2 separate regions of the Ovis aries genome follow, and region 1 is linked to region 2. The links are chromatin contacts, called in public Hi-C maps. All regions are on one chromosome and are shown on one strand. Each heading gives the region's core, a stretch centred on a gene start, on an enhancer-like site or on the middle of the called end of the contact. The rest is flanking DNA. Distances are from core to core; before and after follow the strand shown.

The links. Hi-C and Micro-C count contacts between places; a contact is called where the count stands out from the background.
Region 1: a contact with region 2 is called in a Hi-C map of muscle, with 4 times the contacts expected there. The contact joins the promoter of MRPS28 here to the promoter of HEY1 in region 2. A contact is called at or near these places in 6 of 16 Hi-C or Micro-C datasets (hypothalamus, liver, mixed tissues and 3 more).

The regions. Positions count from the first base shown.
Region 1 is chr9:56,320,138-56,323,909 of ARS-UI_Ramb_v3.0, reverse strand. It overlaps MRPS28 (mitochondrial ribosomal protein S28), which reads left to right and starts at 2,166. Exons shown (of 3, transcript XM_027973077.2): 1 at 2,166-2,399. The coding sequence starts at 2,184.
Region 2 is chr9:56,052,363-56,056,106 of ARS-UI_Ramb_v3.0, reverse strand. HEY1 (hes related family bHLH transcription factor with YRPW motif 1) reads left to right here and starts at 2,141. Exons shown (of 5, transcript XM_042254355.2): 1 at 2,141-2,367; 2 at 2,625-2,700; 3 at 2,843-2,938; 4 at 3,205-3,286. The coding sequence starts at 2,279.

The DNA.
Region 1 (3,772 bases), core at 917-3,416, 270 kb before region 2:
CTCTCCTCTTTCACTTTCATCAAGAGGCTCTTTAGGTCTTCTTTACTTTCTGTCATAAGGATGGTGTCATCTGCATATCTGAGGTTATTGATATTTCTCCTGGCAATCTTGATTCCAGCTTGTGCTTCATCCAGCCCAGTGTTTCTCATGATGTACTCTGCATAGAAGTTAAATAAGCAGGGTGACAATATACAGCCTTGACGCACTCCTTTTCCTATTTGGAACCAGTCTGTTTTTCCATGTCCAGTTCTAACTTGCTTCCTGACCTGCATTCAGATTTCTCAAGAGGGAGGTCAGGTGCTCTGGTATTCCCATCTCTTTCAGAATTTTCCACAGTTTATTGTGATCCACACAGTCAAAAGCTATGGCATAGTCAATAAAGCAGAAAGATGTTTTTCTGGAACTCTTGCTTTGTCGATGATCCTGCGGATGTTGGCAATTTGATCTCTGGTTCCTCTGCCTTTTCTAAAACCAGCTTGAACATCTGGAAGTTCACAGTTCATGTATTGCTGAAGCCTGGCTTGGAGAATTTTGAACATTAATTTACTGGCATGTGAGACGAGGGCAACTGTGTGGTAGTTTGAGCATTCTTTGGCATTGCCTATGATGAAAAGGACATCTTTTTTAGATGTTAGTTCTAGGAGGTCTTGTAGATTTTCACAGAACCATTCAACTTCAGCTTCTTGAGTCTGAGTAAGGTCTGGGAGATGGTGATGGACAGGGCAGCCTGGTGTGCCACAGTCCACTGGGTCATAAAGTCAGACTCGACTAAGCAACTGAACAACAAAGGTTAGTCCACTTGTGTTCTTTCTACTGTCTACACAATTGAGGAGAATATCAGAGTTTTAAAATCCATAGTCAAAAGCATTATTGGGGATTCTCTGGTGGGCCCACTGGCTGGGATTCTGAGGTTTCACTGTCCAGTTCAGGGTTTAGTCACTGGTCAGGAAAATAAGCTCCCTACAAGATGCCTGGCCTGGCCAAAAACAAAAGTCTCACAGTCAAAAGCATTATTACAGGGTCTGGGGTCATACATAAAAATTCCTCACCACAAAGTACTTGCAAATGCGATGGAACAGTACTTGCTCAAGTAAATAATTGTGTATTATAAAAATGCTGGGTAGAAGGATGGACAGCTTAATTCATTAACACAACTGTGGTATTCAGCTCAGTTTTGAAGAAGGTGGGCAATTCTGGCAATTAACATGGCGCCGGAAGGGAGAAAATCATAAGTGAGCGTGGGTCCTCTGGGTAGTGCATATCTAGGCATTAGGAACTTACTCCCTAAGAGAAAGGATTGCAGCCAGAGGTGACCCAAAACGTCTCAAATTAGTATTTTTGTAACATGGCTGGGCTGACCACAGAATAGGCAAAGAAGGACACACTTGGATCCCCAAATGGTTAAGCCCTACCACGTGCTCGCTGTCAGGGATTCAACAGCACAATTCCTGCCGTCATCAGTTCAGTTCAGTCGCTCAGTCATGTCCGACTCTTTGCGACCCCATGAATCGCAGCATGCCAGGCCTCCCTGTCCATCACCAACTCCCGGAGTTCACTTAGATTCGCGTCCATCGGGTCAGTGATGCCATTCAGTCATCTCATCCTCTGTCGTTCCCCTTCTCCTCCTGCCCCCAGTCCCTCCCAGCATCAGTCTTTCCCAATAGAGTTCATAACTTCAGAGCACATGCTAAGCACAATTATTGTAAGTAAACTACATGGCATATTAATAAGTGTTAAGTGGCGGGGGTCCGATAGTATTTGGAGTTCCTATTCTACGTAAGATAGTCAAGGAGAACCTCGCAGTTGAGCAAAGCCCTGAAGAGCGGTGGGGGTAAGAACCTTCGGACATTCTGGGGAAGGACGAGGGAGGCGGGGGTAGCAAGTGTCGCATTACTAGAATTTACAGCAGCACAAGGCCCAAGGGGTACCTCGGAGGGCGAAATCGCTGCGAGTCAGAAGGCTTTCCAGGAAAAACTTAGCGGGCCGCTGCTACCAGGGGCTAGCTGCTAGCCATCAAAGATTTTCTCCACCAACCAGAAGCTCTCTCGACCCACACTTGGCCGAACCACCGACCAGACCACGCCCACCGCCCACGGGGCTCTGCAATGGGCGGCCCCTCGTTGCTCCGCCCCGCGACCTGCGCGCTTGCGGAGAAGCCAAAGGTCAGAGGTCGTGGATCCGTCATGGCGGCGCTGTGTCGGACCCGTGCCGTGACTGCCGAGAGTCATTTTCTGCGAGTGTTTCTCTTCTCTCGATCCTGTCGAGGAGCAGGCACTGAGAGTGGCTCCGGAAGCGAGAGTTCTGATTCCACGGAGCCTAGGCCGCGCCCAGGCGGCTTCGCGAGCGCTTTGGAACGGCTCTCGGAGCTGCAGCGGAAGGCGGAGCTCGGCCGGACGAGGGTGAGTCGCGAGAGCTAAGCCAGGCACTCGTTGGCGGGCGGGGCCGGAGCTGGGGGCGGAGTCTGGAGGCGGGGTTGAAGGCGGAGTCAGGATGGAACCGGGGGGCAGGGCGGAGTTTGACGTCGTTGTTGGGCTCGGCTAAGTTGGGTGAGACCGAGAGGCGGGGCCGGGGGCGGGGCCCAGCGTAGGAAGTAAAGTCTGGGCTGGTCACTTGGAACAGTGTGCGTTCGTGCTTTTCCTCGGTTTGTTGTATTTCTGTATGGTATCTACATTTTGGGCCTGCGTTGTCCGCACTCCTTTGCACGCGTCTTCTGAATTGAGTGCTAGAAGGGAAACCAGCAGCGAGAGCTGCCGGCGGCGCGTCTAGGGCGACTCCTGGGACTCCGAGTGGGACTCACGCTGGAAGAGGCTGGGCTCTCGGCTTCTCTGGTGCACAGTAGCTGCAGCGTGGAGCTTAGTGTCTGGTGTCCCAGGCTCTTCAGAAATATTTCTCAAGTCAGTGGATAGGTAAATGACAGAATTAGTGTCACTATGAAGTTGAGCAAGTAATTTAACCTATCAGTGCTTCACTTTTTCTGTAAATGACCTTAAAAAAAAATCCATCTGCCCCAGCCAATAATTCTGTAAAGTACGATAAAATTATTAGATAGGTGAAATGGAAGAAATAGGCAGAAATACAAATTAGATTTTTTTGAGCTAGCGAGCTAGCAGACATAAAGTTGGCAGTATTAAACTGTATAAAAATAAACTCCCAATTTCTGTACTTAGCCCCTTGTGAACCAGTGCCAAACAGTTCACAGACGGGTAGTGTCCTGGGTTACAGAAAACTGCAGTGCTTGACTCTTAGTGGGCAGTCCGTGTTTGCCAGATGCATGAATGAAGGAATAGAACGCACAGTGCACATTTGAACTTTAAGACAGCCCGGGCAGTCTTTGAATTGGAGATCTCCGTGTGACTGCTCACAAACAGTTGAACAAGTGAGGATAGCACAGGCTTGAGCACGTTAATAAAACGGGCTAGTCCAGAATAATCAATCAGGAGAAGGCAATGGCACCCCACTCCAATACTCTTGCCTGGGAAATCCCATGGACGGAGGAGCCTGGTGGGCTGCAGTCCATGGAGTTGCTAAGAGTCGGACACGACTGAGCGACTTCACTTTCACACATTGGAGAAGGAAATGGCAACCCACTCCAGTGTTCTTGCCTGGAGAATCCCAGGGTTGGGGGAGCCTGGTGGGCTGCCGTCTGTGGGGTCGCACAGAGTCGGACACGACTGAAGTGACTTAGCAGCAGCAGTCCAGAATAATAACACAGCAAGAACAATTGCCAGAGTAATAAGAAAACCGAACATACCGCGTTAGTTTTGTTTTAGTG
Region 2 (3,744 bases), core at 892-3,391:
CCTAGAGAGCTGTGTCACCTGAGCCAAGAGCTGAGAAAGGAAATAGTGGGGTTATCCACGGGGTTGGGGGCTGGGGTGGGGCAGAACAACTGAGAAGTGGCCTCCGGTGCAATACCAGGGCGCAAGGGTGCCTGATGGGCCAGCAACAATAAATCCCAGTTGGCTGATGGAGAGACCCAGCCTAGACAGGAAAGCAGAAAGAGGCACCTGGGAAGGACTGAGGGGCTTGAGGTGGTAGAGGTTTAGTGGAATACAAGGCTCAGTGAGAGTCAGGAAGTGTCTTACCTCGTGGGGGTGAGAGACTGAGAAACATCCGATCCCTATCAGGCTCAGGCCACTGTGTGGCGTCTGAAATGTAGGCATTGAGATCAATAAAGTAAGTCACTCAGTCGTGTCCGACTCTTTACGACCCCATGGACTGTAGCCTACCAGGTTTCTCCATCCATGGGATTTTCCAGGCAAGAATACTGGAGTGGGTTGCCATTTCCTTCTCCAGGAGATCTTCCCAACCCAGGGAAGGAACCCAGATCTCCCGCGTTGTAGGCAGACGCTTTACCGTCTGAGCCACCGCGGGTATAGAAACGGACAAGCAACTTGCAAAGGTGACAATGTTTCTGTCATGCTCAACAATATTTACCAGGCGTTCCATCACTGAAAGACTGCAGTCCCCAAGAGTGGACTTCAGAGGAACATGTACTGCTCTGCTCCTTTGTCAGGGGAGAGAGATGCCTGGATTCCTAAATTCAGAACAACCTCCTACAAATCAGGAAGCAGTCCGAGATATACAATATGTATTTGTAAAACATCTATCTCCTTGAGGCCTGGGAACTACACGTAGCACCCAGTACCCGCCACTCCACCCCCGAGGCAGGAGGTGTGCAGGGGGCGCGTGTGTGTCTGGTGGTCAGAGATGTGAATCTCAGCAGCGAGGGCGGCCCCAGACGCAAACGCTGAGTCCCGCCACCCTGTCGCCCGCTGACAGGATCTGGCCGCCAACGCCTGGAAAAAAAAAAAAAAAGAGCCCCAGCTGCCCCCCCACCCCCACCCCCGCCGCCGCCATCCGTCCACCCCTGCCCCCCCGCCCCAGCTGGCCCAGCAAACAAGCGCTCCATTTCCCCGGATCCCAGAGGCACAGGGGAATTTATTCCATCTCGGAGGCTGGGAAGCCCCTGCGGAAGCTAGTCCGTCTGCTAGTGAGTACACAGCTCCAAAACCCGAAAAAGAACATTTCCCGAAACCACATCTTCCCCTGTAAGCATCCGGGGCCCCGGGCTAGTGGCCACAGTGTACGGCGCCCCGGCGGCCGCTCTCCTGGCGCCCCGCACCCTCCGCCCGGCGTCCGGCGCGCCGCCTGGCCAGGTGCTTCGAACCCGGCTTCGCCTGCGGCGTGCGCCTCCCGCCGCCGGACACCGGCGGCCCGGCAGCCGAGATTTACCGCGGCGCAGGGCGGCGGCTTCCGGGGCTGCCCGGCGCCCAGGCTCCGATTACAGGTTCACACGGGGGGCCTGGCCCGCGGCCGCCCAGCCCCCGCCGGCGCGCCCTCACGCGGCCCCGCTCCCCCGCCTGCCCATTCTTCTCCATTCATGCGGACGCCCAGCGCCGCCGCCGCCGCCGCCAGCGCGGCCGCCGTCGCCGCCGTCGGTCGCCCGGATTGGCTGGCGGCCGCGGCGCCGGCACTTTCCCACGGCCCGCGGCGCGTGCGGCTCACCGGCGGCGCTGCAGGCGCGGCCCTGGCGTGCGGCCAGGCCAATCGGGGCGCGCGGGGCGGGGCGGGGCCGCGGCCGACGGCGGGCTGGTGTCCCGGCCCGGCCTCCCCCGCCTGCCCGCCGCCGGCCCTGCGCCGCCCGCGCCGCCTCCTTCCCCCCAGCGGAGGCCCGGTGGAGCCCCTGCGGAGCCGACACACCGCCGCCGGGCAGGGGCGGGCGGGGAGGGCGGGCCTGGGGTTCGCCCTCGGCCTCGGCCTCGCCCCCGCCCCTCTCCTGAGAGGCTGCCAATCAGAGGAGCGAGAAGCCGGATTGGCCGAGGGAAGGCTGTTGCCCGGGAGCCACCGCCCCGCCCCCCCGCCCCCTCGTCCACCCCCTCCACTCCCCCGCCCTCCCCTGGGCCCTGGGAAGGGGCGCAGCGTGGGAAAGGGATGGTTGAGTTTTAACCGGAGGCAGAGCGTGAGCCGGACCAGTGTGTGCGGAACGCGAGCAGTCGAGCGCGGAGAGGCGCCGCTGCAGTTAACTCCTCCCTGCCCGCCGCGCCGACCCTCCCCCAGATTCCCCGCTCAGCCAGCATGAAGCGAGCCCACCCTGAGTACAGCTCCTCGGATAGCGAGCTGGACGAGACCATCGAGGTGGAAAAGGAGAGTGCGGATGAGAATGGGTGAGTTGGCGGCGAGAGGCTAGCGTCGGCTGGCCTCGGTGACAGCGCACGAGGGCCCGGGGCACGCCGGCGCCCTGCACTGACCTCTGTGCATCTCCGGCAGGCCTCCGCCCCGGGTGAATGACCCGGAGGTGCTTTCAAGCCCAAGTTGCCTAAAAAATCTGAGTACGGGTAGGGCGTGGGGGCGACCTCTCAGATCACCTCCTCTCGCTTAACGGCGATTCCTGTTTTTTTTTTTCCCCCCACTCTTCATTTAGGAACTTGAGTTCAGCTTTAGGGTCCATGTCCCCAACTACATCTTCACAGATCTTGGCCAGGAAAAGACGGAGAGGCGTGAGTCTCTTTACAGTGCACCCTTTTTTTTGGGGAGGGGGGGTGTTTGTTTTATTAATTAACGGGAAGAACCACCTTTCTTCACTTTAGAATTTACAGTCGTAATGGAAATATCTCCCGTTGTTTTGCCTGCTTTCTCCAGATTATTGAGAAGCGCCGACGAGACCGGATCAATAACAGTTTGTCTGAGCTGAGGAGGCTGGTACCCAGTGCTTTTGAGAAGCAGGTAATGAAGAAAGTAGGTAGCTCTCTCGGTGTAGTTATCCACGCCTTCAGAATCCTTAGGCTCATTAATCTGAACCTCACCCGTGCCTTGGAAAATAACCGCGTTTGTGAGAAGGAAATAAATTCGTCCAGATTCCAACATGTTTTGCGAAGATAATTTATTTTGCTGTTGTCTATGCTTTTATGATTTGCAGAGCACATCTATGCGTATATATTTCAAGTTGTTCCCCAAAGGCAGTAGGTGCCAAATCAGGTTTTTGTTGTTGTTTCCTTCTCTAGGGGTCTGCCAAGCTAGAAAAAGCCGAGATCCTGCAGATGACGGTAGATCACCTGAAAATGCTACACACTGCAGGAGGGAAAGGTACGTCTCTAGTCCGGTGGGGCGTCTGAGTGTCTGGGGGCAGAGTGATCAGCTACCAACGGCTAGACGGCTAGGATTGGTGCAGTCGCTGCTTTATTTTTACTGTGCGCTTTGGGGGTGGAGAGAGAACGGTGTGTTGTGTGGGGGGTTGCCTGTCGGTGTGCTTTCACGTGCACATAGGTTTTCTCCAGTGAATTCATCACCCCAGCCCTCTGCAAATTAAGCGTATGCACCTTCTTTTGGAAAATACCTATTACGTGTGACAGCTAAAGTTGTGACAGCTCTGGTCTGGTAGCTCAAACCACATTTGTTTATTAACCTTTTGGAGAAAAAGCCTTTTTTTTTTTTTTTTAAATATGGTCTTAATTTCATATACAAGATTCTTAAAGAATAACCTGGCACATGACTCTTGAGGAAAGAAACCTGTTGTGATGAAGTAGAGAAAACCCCAAGGAAGG